Linked DNA regions of Mus musculus: region 1 is linked to region 2. Evidence: chromatin contacts called from public Hi-C data. All regions are on one chromosome and are shown on one strand. Each heading gives the region's core, a stretch centred on a gene start, on an enhancer-like site or on the middle of the called end of the contact. The rest is flanking DNA. Distances are from core to core; before and after follow the strand shown. Region 1 overlaps Krt88 (keratin 88). Region 2 overlaps Gm35853 (a long non-coding RNA gene).

Evidence for each region. Hi-C and Micro-C count contacts between places; a contact is called where the count stands out from the background.
Region 1: a Hi-C map of embryonic fibroblasts shows a contact between it and region 2, with 1.7 times the contacts expected there. The contact joins two enhancer-like sites. A contact is called at or near these places in 6 of 39 promoter capture datasets (cranial neural crest, embryonic stem cells, epiblast stem cells and 3 more), 1 of 15 datasets of contacts at CTCF or cohesin (embryonic stem cells), 7 of 484 Hi-C or Micro-C datasets (the AML12 cell line, adipose-derived mesenchymal stem cells, bone marrow-derived dendritic cells and 2 more), 4 of 115 datasets of contacts at active chromatin or transcription factors (the NIH/3T3 cell line, astrocytes, embryonic stem cells and 1 more) and 4 of 9 other capture datasets (adipose tissue, embryonic stem cells, liver and 1 more).

Annotation. Positions count from the first base shown.
Region 1 is chr15:101,451,221-101,456,710 of GRCm38.p6, forward strand. Krt88 (keratin 88) reads left to right here. Exons shown (of 5, transcript NM_025487.3): 3 at 1,159-1,376; 4 at 1,672-1,703; 5 at 2,252-2,689. The coding sequence ends at 2,409. Among named protein-coding and RNA genes, the nearest start is that of Krt88, 6.2 kb to the left of the region's middle. Within about 2 kb of position 2,316, at least 126 of the 459 cell types and tissues checked have an H3K27ac peak or open chromatin away from gene starts, as enhancers often do. A contact at or near this core is called in the AML12 cell line, the NIH/3T3 cell line, embryonic fibroblasts and 1 more, where this site is marked.
Region 2 is chr15:101,383,888-101,389,482 of GRCm38.p6, forward strand. The region is part of intron 1 of Gm35853 (a long non-coding RNA gene); the gene reads left to right. It also overlaps a transcript of Gm671 not described here. Among named protein-coding and RNA genes, the nearest start is that of Krt80, 17 kb to the left of the region's middle. Within about 2 kb of position 4,199, at least 83 of the 459 cell types and tissues checked have an H3K27ac peak or open chromatin away from gene starts, as enhancers often do. A contact at or near this core is called in the AML12 cell line, the NIH/3T3 cell line, embryonic fibroblasts and 1 more, where this site is marked.

The DNA.
Region 1 (5,490 bases), core at 1,066-3,565, 65 kb after region 2:
GGCAGCTGTGCATGGGGAGTTCAAGATCCTAGTGGCTGCTCAGTCCCATGAGGCTTAGTTGTTTCAGCTGGTCTTCTGTAGAAGTAGGGTCCAACAGATGTGCTGGCAGGTAAGTGCAACAGTGACTGCTCCTTCTTCCATTGTCATTATGTATGTCTCCAGCAGAAGGTGTGGCCCAGATTACAGGTGTGGACCACTGCACCTGGATTTGGAACTTGCTCTGTCCCAGGCTGACCTCGAACCCAGAGATCTGCTTGCCTCAGTCTCCTGGGATTAGAGGCTTGTACCACCTTGCCTGGGCCTAAGCTTTTCATGGCCACAGTGCCTCAAGATCTGAATCAAAAGAGTGTTTCATTCCACATCAAGATCTGGGTTAGAAATCTGTGTCTTCCAGCCTCAAGATCTGAATCACAGATGTGCCTCCCATTTCTGGACTGTAGTGCATGAAATGATTTTATGGTTGGGGTTCTCCATAACTCGAGGAACTGTGTTAAAGAGCCGCAGCATTAGGAAAGTTGAGAACCACTGCTCTAGACATACTCAAACACGTTGGCAAATTTCAGAGCAGGCCTCCATTTCCTCCAGTCCACGGGTCATCTTCACATCCACACTGGCTCCAGGCCTTTGAGTAACGGCTAGGTCCCTGAGGCAGGAGGAATGAGGCTGAAGCTATCTATCTATCTATCTATCTATCTATCTATCTATCTATCTATCTATCTATCTATCTATCTATTATCATCTATCAATCAATCTATCAATCTACCCATCACCTGTCTATCATCAATCAATCTATCTATCATCATCTATTTATCTATCATGTATGTATGTATCATGTATCTATCATCTATTATCTATTATCTATCATCTATCTATCTATCTATCTATCTATCTACCATCAAACTATCATTTATATATCACCTATTTATCTATTATCTATCAATCTATCATCTATTTATATATGTATCTATCATCTATCAATCTATTATCTATCATCTATCTACCATCTATTATTATCTATTATGTATCTATCATCTATATATCACCCATTTATCTATTGTCTATCAATCTATTATCTATCATCTATCATTTATATATTATCTATCTATCTATCTATCTATCTATCTATCTATCTATCTAAGCTCTTTGTTTCATTCCCAGCCTTGTGAACTACAGAAAAGCCAAGACTTGGAGGCCATGCCGGATGCGGCCTCAGGCAGCGCTAAGGGCAGACTGGCCTGGCTGGAGGCTGCCCTGCAGCGAGCCAAGCAGGACATGGCTCGGCAGCTACGTGAGTACCAGGAGCTCATGATCGTCAAACTGGGCCTGGACTTTGAGATCGCTACCTACCGCAGGCTGCTGGAGGGTGAGGAGCAGAGGTGAGGTAACAGGAGGCAAGGGACTGGGTATCCGGCATTGCTCTCCTGCAGTCAGTCTTCTCACACCTTTGTAGCTCCTTGAACAAAAAGACCCAGGGCTGGGTGTGGGCTGAGACAGTGTCAGATGGCAGAGTCATTTGCCCATCAAGACAAGGAGATGGTAAAGCCAGGACAGGTCTAAGGAGCTTTCAGGCTAGAGGGCTCTGTCTGATCTGGGAGTGTGAGAGTCTGAAGTATCTGTGTTGGGGAACCTAGTAGGTCAATTAACTTAGTTGTGGCTTCTTTTTCCCTACAGGCTTGGTCTGGGACTTGGGGCAGGGAGTGTGGGTAAGTGACTTGGGTAAGATATGAGATCTTGTCACTCCCCCACCCCCTAATTCCCTCAGTCTCCTGAGAAGGAAGAGGAGGTTTATCTGTCTCTCTCTGCAGATCACAGTTGTGGGGGTGGGGTGGCAGGAGTGATTCCCTGTGTGTGCTCTGGGAGAGTACTATGTGTCTACTCCCTTGGGGGAGCCCAAGTCCTGGGTGTGGGCTGAGTCAGAGTCAGACAGCAGAGCCATTTGTCCATCAAGACAAGGAGACGGTGGTAGCAGTCAGGACAGACCCAAGGAGCATGCAGGCTAGAAGGCTCTGTCTGAGCTGAGAGTGTGGGAATCAAAGGTTTCTGTATTGGGGAACCTGATAGGTGGATTGACTTAGCAGTTGCTTCCTTTTGCCACAGGCTTGGTCTGGGACTCTGGGCAGGGAGCACCACTCTGGTGCTGAGGAGGGTCTATCTCTCTTGGAGAAGTCTGTGGGTCTTCTTGGCAGCCTTGGGGTGGGAAGGCTTCTGAGTCCTGCCATTGGTCTCAATTTTCACGTCGCTCTCCATACAGCTCCCGGCGGTGACGTCACTGGAGACAGGTCCTCCCTAAGGGCACCCGGAGTCAGTTCCTGTGGCCTGAACATGAGCGCCCCAAGTGGTGGCTGCGCTCTCTGCAGCTCTGCGGGCTGTGTTGGAGGCTTTGGCTGCCTTGGCTCCCGTGAATGTTGAACCCCTCCCTCCGGAGAAGACTAGAAACTGGCGCTTCTGCCCAAAGACTTGGTCCTCTTGTCTCAGATTCCCTTGCCCACAGAGCTGGCCCTCTTCTCCCTTCCCCCTTTTGCCCCTCACTTGGAACTAGACGGGACTCTGGTGTGTCATCTTGTAGACATGGCCTGTGGCTTACCTGAACCTTGCATTCTGCCCCTCTGACTGGCTCTATTCTCTCTCTCTTTCTCTCTCTCTCTTTTTCAGGCTTGCCCTTTAATAAAACATTCTGTGGTGGCTAATCAGCCAGCCTGTCTGAACTGGACTTCCAAGCCACTCACAGTTCCAGCCAGTACCATGAAGGAACATAGTGATGTGTGGGTGTTAGGGGACTTAGTCTTAGGGGACTTGCTATTGTACAACTCAGATCTTTATGATGGGACAGGTGAATTGATGGGTGGAGAAAGGGAAAGACTGGGTAAATTCCACAGAGTGTGTGTCTGGGTCCACAGTCAATTACCCTGGCAGAGAGACAGAGAGGGACAGGAGACTCCTCTGTTCCTTACTCATTCCTTCACTCTGTTAGTCCTGGTTTTGGAGTTGAGAATAGAACCCAGTGCCTTGTACATGTGAGGCAAGGCAGGCAAGCATTGTATGGCTGGATTATATTCCAGCCCCCAGCCACCCTCCCAGCCCCATTTTAGAGACAGGGTCTCACTCGCAACTCAGACAGGCATGGAACTTCCTATGCAGCCCAGGACTGAACTCAAAAGTCTCCTGCCTCAGCATGCCAAGTTCTTGGGTTACAAACAGGCATCCTGACATCAGCTATACTCTCGAATGGTGGTATAAGGTCCCATATAGTTGTTAGCCCTAAGGACTTGACAGTGAGAAAGACACTCTGGCCCTGTTTCTCTTGGGGCACAGAAATAAATAAGAATAGAAAAGGATGGAGAGGGGGAGAAAGCCCACCCTTGCTGCTTTGATACACACTGAAAACGATGCTCAGTCTCATAACTGGTGACCCAGGCCTGCGTGCCAACTTAGGAAGTGATGGTAGGCCAGGAAAATATTAAGCCACAGGGAAGCATCCTAATGTCTACCTCCAGATACAAGGGATAGTTTGGTCTGAGTTTTCACTAGGAGGCTGTACTTGGACAAGGGACAGTTTTCTGAAGGTGCGAGGTGGGGTGACCAGAGCAAGGTTGGCTTTGTAGGGCTGTAGAGCAAGGGTCTGTTTGGAGAGTTCACATCATTTTCCATTGCGAAAAGGATTACGTCATCAGTGTGTCTTGGGAACAATAGTTCCTGCTCTCCATGTCTCAGGGTGGGGCTCAGGTGCGTCATTAAGCCAGAGGCCAAGCATCTCCTTTTAAGGCGCTTAAGTGCAGAGTGTTGGCTGTTTCCTTGCTCCAGCACCCGAGGAGCAGGTATCCAAAAGGCTCCTTTCTTGGGTAAACATGACGGTGTCATGGAAAAGGAATGGATGGGAACGTGGCTTGCTGGTGGTCACATGTGTCTCATCAGCCTCACTGGGTCATCTCTGGCCTTCTCTAACCAAATGTTCATTCTTACTGACCCCCCCGTCCCCCCAACTCAAGGAACCCTGAGAGTGTATCCCTACCTGCATCTCCAGAGTCCAGCTCCCTGTCCCTTGTATTTGCTGGGAGGTAGTGAAAGATGTTCAGAACCAGTTTTTCTCACTCCAGTTTCAGAGTGTGTCAGGGAGTGGGCACGGAGGGAAGGCAGAACAGTCTCAGGGAGAGCAGGCAGGACTTCTGCCCAGCATCCTGCATCCTGGCTCCCTGGAGACTGGCTGACCACATTTTCCCTTCCCAACCCCCAAGCTTCAAGTTGCCTGGAGTCTGGCTGGAGATCCTGAGGGCTTAGGGTCAGGTTGGGGTATTTTTCTGGGCTGGAGCTATTTGAGTCACCATAATATCTGTGGTTTAGGACGTATTCTCTGAGAGGTTTCCCCAAGCCATGGGCCACATTCCATCATGGGATGGAGGAGACTCAGCTGGTGGCTTTATGAGGAGTCATTTGTTCTGAGTTGAGGTGACTTCTGAAGGGAGCAGGGCTGTCCTCAGTTCAGTCATCGTTTTTCATTACAAGGGTGAAGCAGGAGAGGAAGACATTAAGGGTCATGGGAAGGGGGAAACATCTTACTCTAGGATTTAGCTTATATGTTTAACCGGCTGACTAAACGTGACACACTTCCTGAATCAGGGAAGACAATCTAAAGAGAAAAGAACCCTGAATAATCTGAGCGTTATAAGAAAGAATAGGTCGCATTTGTTAAAGACCAATCATGCGACTTTGAGACGAATTTATGGAAATTTGTCTCAATCTAAACTTGAACAATGTCTCGAAAATGGCCTTACAATTTCATTTACATATATATTTTTTAAAGGTTTGTTTTGGAGTTTCATGTGAATGTGTGTATGTCTGTGTGAATGCTGAGAGTGTGAATTCAGGTTCCTGAAGCGGCCAGAAGAGGGCACTGGATCCCCTAGAATGGGAGTTGCAGGCAATTGTGTCCCTGACATGGGCGCTGTGAACTGAATCAGGTCCTGTGGAAGAACAAAAGGTGTTCTTAAGCTCTGGGCCATCCATTTGGCTCCCACAGAGGAAACTCTGTAAGATAAGAGATGTAAGCTGGCATTTTTTTTTCTTAAAATTTAAACTTTACTTTTATACTTTAATTTTTGAGCTTGGTTGGAAAATGATATTCTTTGTATAATACAAGTTTAAAAGCCACAAAATGCGCGCGTGCGTGCACACACACACACACACACACACACAAAATCCTTCCCCCACCCCCCCCTCACAAACACCCCCTTAATAAACTGTACTCTGGTCACATAGAATTGTCTGGATCTCACCCGAGTGAAGGCCCCTAAGAAGACTCCTTGGAACTTCCCACGTCCATAAAGAAGGCTTTCTGTTGGCTCCACACACTCATTACATGCCTGTCTCATACTTCATAGCACTCAGGTGTGCCAGATGATGAGCTTGGTTCATATCTCTATCCGAGCCACCCCTGAGGACCATGACTGTCTCATTTACCTGTCTTTAGAACCGTAGCTTCGGTTGATGGAGACC
Region 2 (5,595 bases), core at 2,949-5,448:
TGAGCCTTGTCCGAGGACTCTCTCCTTTTCCTGAGGGTGACCAGGTATCACAGATGTTAGGTAGTGGTGGGCATGGTTCATTTCCTCTCTGTGAGCCCACATCCTGTTCGGACTTCTTACCTTCAGGGTCCAGCAGCTACAGGCTGGAACTCCTTAGTGAGTTCACACATGTTCCTAAGATGGTGAAGAGGGTTGCTGGGGCCACTGCTGTGCGTGCCTGGGCTCCGCCCTCAGTTTCCATTTAGATGCCGTATTAGCCGGGCCTCTGCCAGCCAATGCTATCCTGTCCCCTGCCATGCTGAAGCATCGGCTCTCAGAGTCTTCATTTCTTGGCTCAGTGGCAACCCAGGATGTCAGGGTCAGATGGGACCCAAGAAGCCACCCAGGCTTAATTAGTCTTTTATATATAGAAAAGTCGTCAAAAGAGGGAAGGGGCTCACTTAATGTTGTGCAACAAGTTAGGGGGACACACGGAGTGACTCCCATTCTATGGCTTCTCTTACCGTGTCCCAATGTCTGCCTAGTTTGGACAAGCCCACCACTAACTCCCTTTCGGCACTTTCCATATTCTTCTCACTCTTCCTGCTCTGACTGTGCAGACCCATCCATTTCTCAAGGCCCAGGTGCCTTAGTCAACTCTGGAACCTTTCTCCCTGGGACCATTAGCAGCACGGGTCGTTAATTCCCCTTCCCTAATTGCCTGGAACACAAATGGGCATGCTAATGACCCGGGTTCTAGCCAGGCTCATTTGTTTCCCAGCTGTGTGACCTTGGGCTAGTTACTTAACATTCTTAACCCTCTGGTTTCTTATCTGTAAAATGGGGCATGCGGTTCATTCGGAGCACAGAGGAGACTTGGGAAACTCCAGGGTGAAACCTAAGATGTGGCCGGTGTGGGTGGAAGACAGTGGTTGCTTCCTCGGCTGTGGTTTGAGGGGAGCCTCACTGGGAAGGGCTATGTTATTGGTAGTGGGGATCCCTCAAGGCTTTTCTGAAAGGGAAGTGACAAGCCCCTACCAAGAACTTAGGGTGGACGAAAGGGCAAGTGCATGCGCACTGGTGGATCTCTGTTTGGATTCTTGCCCACCACTGGGGATGAGTGGTGTTAGATCTCTGAAGCTAGTACCCTGCCTACTCCACAGCCTCAAGGATTAAACGGCTTAGCTCGGAGGCTGAACGGGGACCACCATTCTCACTGCTGTGGATGTCATCTCCACTGTGCTGTGTGGTAGCCTGGCCTTTGTACCTGGGTCCTCTTTGCTCCTGGGTGTTGCTCCTCTGGAAGCTTCCCAAGGGCAGGGCTCAGAGTATCATCTTCTTGCTCTAGCTACTTGTTGAGAAGAGATGATGTCATTCCTTGGAGCCTCTGGGCTGCTCTGCGGAAGCCCGGAGGATTTTGGCAGGTTGTCGGGTTCTCTGGTGCACCCACAGGCCTTGTACCGTCAAAGTGATTTCAGAACTCGGAATCTGGTGTGGATGCAGAGTGACTATCTGTCTTAGGGACTAGCTAGTCAGCAGTCTCTGATGTCTCTGCTGAGGCCTGTGAACCACATAGCAAAGGCAGGTCTAGTACCAGAGAGAGAGAGAGAGGGAGAGAGAGAGAGAGAGAGAGCGTTAGTTGAGCAGTGGCTTCCAGCTGCCTACCCCAGCTACCCTCTGGCCAAGAGGAGCCAGAATCACAACATGATGAAATTATTGGTGTTTAATAATCGTTGGTAACATCCATCAACACGTCTGAGGTGTTGAGTGGTGTGTGAGGTGCTAAAGATACTGATTTGGCAGAGATATCCCGAGTTCTCACAGCAGGGGGTATTGCAGAGTAGGAGAAATTCACAGAAATACTCAGGGGCTGTCTGCTCCAGGAAGGGCTTCTGGTGGGGTGGGGTGGGGGGGCTGTAGGCTCTGAGGTGCACACCGACCCACTCACAGTGGTGGGGTGTGGCTGTACAGGGAAGACACCAGCACACTCAGAGACCTGGGAACAGTCCTGTGATTTGGGAGCAGGCAGGGCCTCTTGCCATCTGCCGATAAAGCCACAAAGATGTAGCAGCAGGCAGAGGTGGGTGCCTCCTGTGTGGGGGAAGTGGGCAGCCATGGAAGGGATCTTTGAGCAGGGTTTGCTACGGTCAGATATGGACTAGAGGACTATGGGAGGTTTGCCTTCTGGTTTCATCAAGGAGGATGGAGTGAAGTGAGAAAGTGAGGTCACCTATTTGCATGGAGTGAAGGCTTTGGTGCCAGGGCTCTGATACAGGGGGAAACTGAGGGTCAAATGCGCACTGTGGTTCCCTCAGCAACTCCTTTTTAGGCCTCTAAGGCTGGACCACATCACAGTGCTGCCTCTCCTGACCTCTGGGAGTGCTTGGGTGCTGGAGGGACAGGGAATTCTGGGAATGAAGCTATGATAAACAGCCTGTCCCAGAGGTCATGTCAGGAGGTCTCTCAGACCCTCCTAGGCCCCCAGGGCAGAAAGGACAAGGAAGACTGTGTCACTGGTTAGGTCTAAATGACAGGCCTCACCTACACTGCAGCAGTGTAGGCCCCACAGCTTCCATGTTGTTGTTCAGCTTTGACTCTATGCACAGCAGGACAGGAGGGGTCTAGGCAACAAAGACTTCTGGCCCTGTCTCCAGGTCAGGGCTGTGGAGATGTTAAGGTATGGGGTGGGTGGGGGAGATGGGAAACTCACTATCCAGCTCTGCTCAGCCCCCTCTGCCTGCGCTCTAGGACACATTTGCCTGCCACCCAGAACTTGCTGGTGGTGGTATTAGGCTCCAGCTAGCCTATGCCAAAGTGCTGAGGTAGTGTACACCTCTGGGCTGGAATAGTCTAGCCAGCAGAGGTCAGCGGGGAGAGAGACACGATGCCTTACCTTGTCCATGCACTGGGGTCCCTGCTTCTGGAGTTTTGGCTCTAGCAAGCTAAGTTACAGACTCCCTGCTCCCTGCACTTCACGTGAGGTGGTGAACTCTGCTTGTCTGCAGAGCCCTCCAATCCAGGAACCTTCAGATCGCTGGTCTGAAGAAAGAAAGGAGGGACCAAGGAGGCATAGCTCAAGCAGTGTCTGTCTGTCCTGACCGAGTCCTGGGTTGGCAGGTAAAGGGAGCTATGGCTGGTGATACGAGCCTATGTGATGGCCATGTGGTTCCCTCCCTGTGTCTTTCTGCTCTGCTCTGTTCATTTCCTGTCCCTCTTCTCTTCCTCGTCCCTCTCAGCCCACTCCTCTCCTGCTTCACCCTCTCCATTTCTTCACCCAGTGCCCCCCCCTCTTCTCTCTCCCACCTCTTCCAGTGCTCTTCAGTTCCCTCACCTCCTCCTGGGGTTCAGTCTCTCTGAGTTCAAGCTGCCTGCCTCGGTAGGAGATTATCCCACATCCTACATGATTCCAGCCACCAGCATGTCCCTCTCCTGCCACCACAAGGAAAGCTGGGTCCTAATCTGCAGCCCAGTGGTGCCACCTGCTGCCCACCTGGCAGGTGGTAGGACTGAGGGGAGCTTGTTCCTCAGGTCTCCTTCATCCTTCCTGTCTCAGAGTTCAGGTTTGGGGCAGAGAACTTGACAGTGACTCCTAGAGATGAGGCTGGGGATTGTAGCTTCTGGCCAGTGGCAGCCTCTTCCTGTTCGTAGTCCCACCCCAGGTTTCTGTGTGAACAACTTGGGTATGTACTTGTCTGCAGTGTGTGCGTGCCCTGCTGCTGTGCACTGTAGCCTCCCATCTCACAGCAGCCGGGGGATTTGGGACACAAGAGCAACATGGAGACACATGGGTGCCTGAGAACTGAGCATAGCTAGGGCTTGTACGGGGTCTGTATATCTGGGAGGGCCTGGCTGTTTACCTGAGTTAGGCATATGTGCACGCCTGCGTCGTCACATGCTCATGATGGAGATTAGCCCCTAAGAAGGCCTTTGTTGCCCTATGAATGCTGAGGTGTGCTGGGGAAAGCAGTGTGTACCCTGTGGTTCTGGGGCAATTGAAATGGTAAGCGCCTTTCAAAGAAATGCCAGATTGACCTAGGACACTATGAGTCCCCAGTCATTTAAGTCTGACTCAGTGGCCACCTGAAACCACAGGCATGAAAAAAAGGCTAAGTTGCCCCCACGCCTCACTCACCCACCCACCCACCCACTCCAGCAGGGCCGGGACCAAGGAGAGCAAGGACACCTCCCTGTGAAGCTCCTTCCGGGTGCAGCCTGTGCTGTCAGACTGACTGTGGACCATGCTAGCCCCACCCAGTGGCTGAGCTGGGGCTGCAAGGATCTTATCATGATGCTGGATGCTCCTGTAAGAGCAGCCAGGCCTGGCTCCTTCAGGGTGGGCTTCTTTTTTGGTCCTCACTTCCCTCCTTTATCAAAAGGGGGAAGGTGCTTTTACATCCCCAGGGTCAATATACCCGTGGCCATGTGGCGGTGCACAGGAAGTGCTCAGGAAGTGATAAGTGAGTGTGTTTTGAGAGCTGGCAGCTGCCACAAGCCCTTTCTACAGCATCCCCTGGATGAGATGTGAGTCACTTGTGGCTAGGTAGCCAGAACACTCAGGTTCCCATTCTGGAAGCATGAGTCAGCCCAGGTTGGGGAGGAGGGAGGTCACCGTGGGGTCAGATGCTGGACCCAGGCAGGAACACACACATGCTGCCATTTTATCGTGATACCCATTCCTGGATCTCCTGAGTACCCTATCGGTGTGTGTTCAGGCGCTCCGTGATGTGCACATGCCTCTTAGACAGAACATCTGGGGGAAGGCCGTACAAGCCTGGACGGGATCCTTGTGTCAGCTACTGTTCCATCCCTGGGCTGGTTCAGTCTAAAGAACCTCTCATTGTCACTGGAGTTCCAGAGCTCAGCCGGGGCACAGCCTTGTGTGATACCTAAGTGTTTCATGCTTTATCGAGGTCTAGTCTGTCTCATTGGTCCAGACGCCTAGGGTTTGCAGAACATTTGTAGGTAGTGAGTTCCTGTTAACCCTTTCATCTAACTGCCACCCTCTCTGACTGGGACCCACCCAGCTGCAGCAAACGATGTCTGTTCAGGGTAATGGACAGTGCCCGAGGGCGGGCTGCTGACTCCATCTCTGTGCCTAGCAATGACAACCATTTTAGCCTCTATTTTGTGTCTCTTTAGCGCCTGGCTTCTCATCCTGGGAGCCATCCTTCATGTGGGGCCAAGAGCTCGTCAGTTCTTCCCATGTCACGTCGTGACCTTGTCCTTTTGGACAAGCACGTACTAAAGGACCAAATGCCTTGGAGAGGCCTGTGCAGGCTGAGGAAGGAAGGATGAAGTACGTTGCTGTCACCTCTCTTTGCCTTCCAGGCATGCAGACAAAGGCTCTGAGCAAACACCCACACAGAGAACATACAGGCAGGGAGTGGTGGCTCATACCTAAGATCTGGGACTCCCGAGCTGAGGCAGGAGGTTTGTGAGTTCCAGGTCAGCTGGGGTTAGACCCTGACCTGGGGTAAGACCCTGTCTTCAAAACAGAGGAAAGCAAGAAGAACAGAACACAGTAGAACAAAACCATCAGACAAATAAGATGGTGAGAATGATCCATTCCTGCAATCACAGCAGTAGACAGGCTGAGACAGGAGCTGACATAGGCTA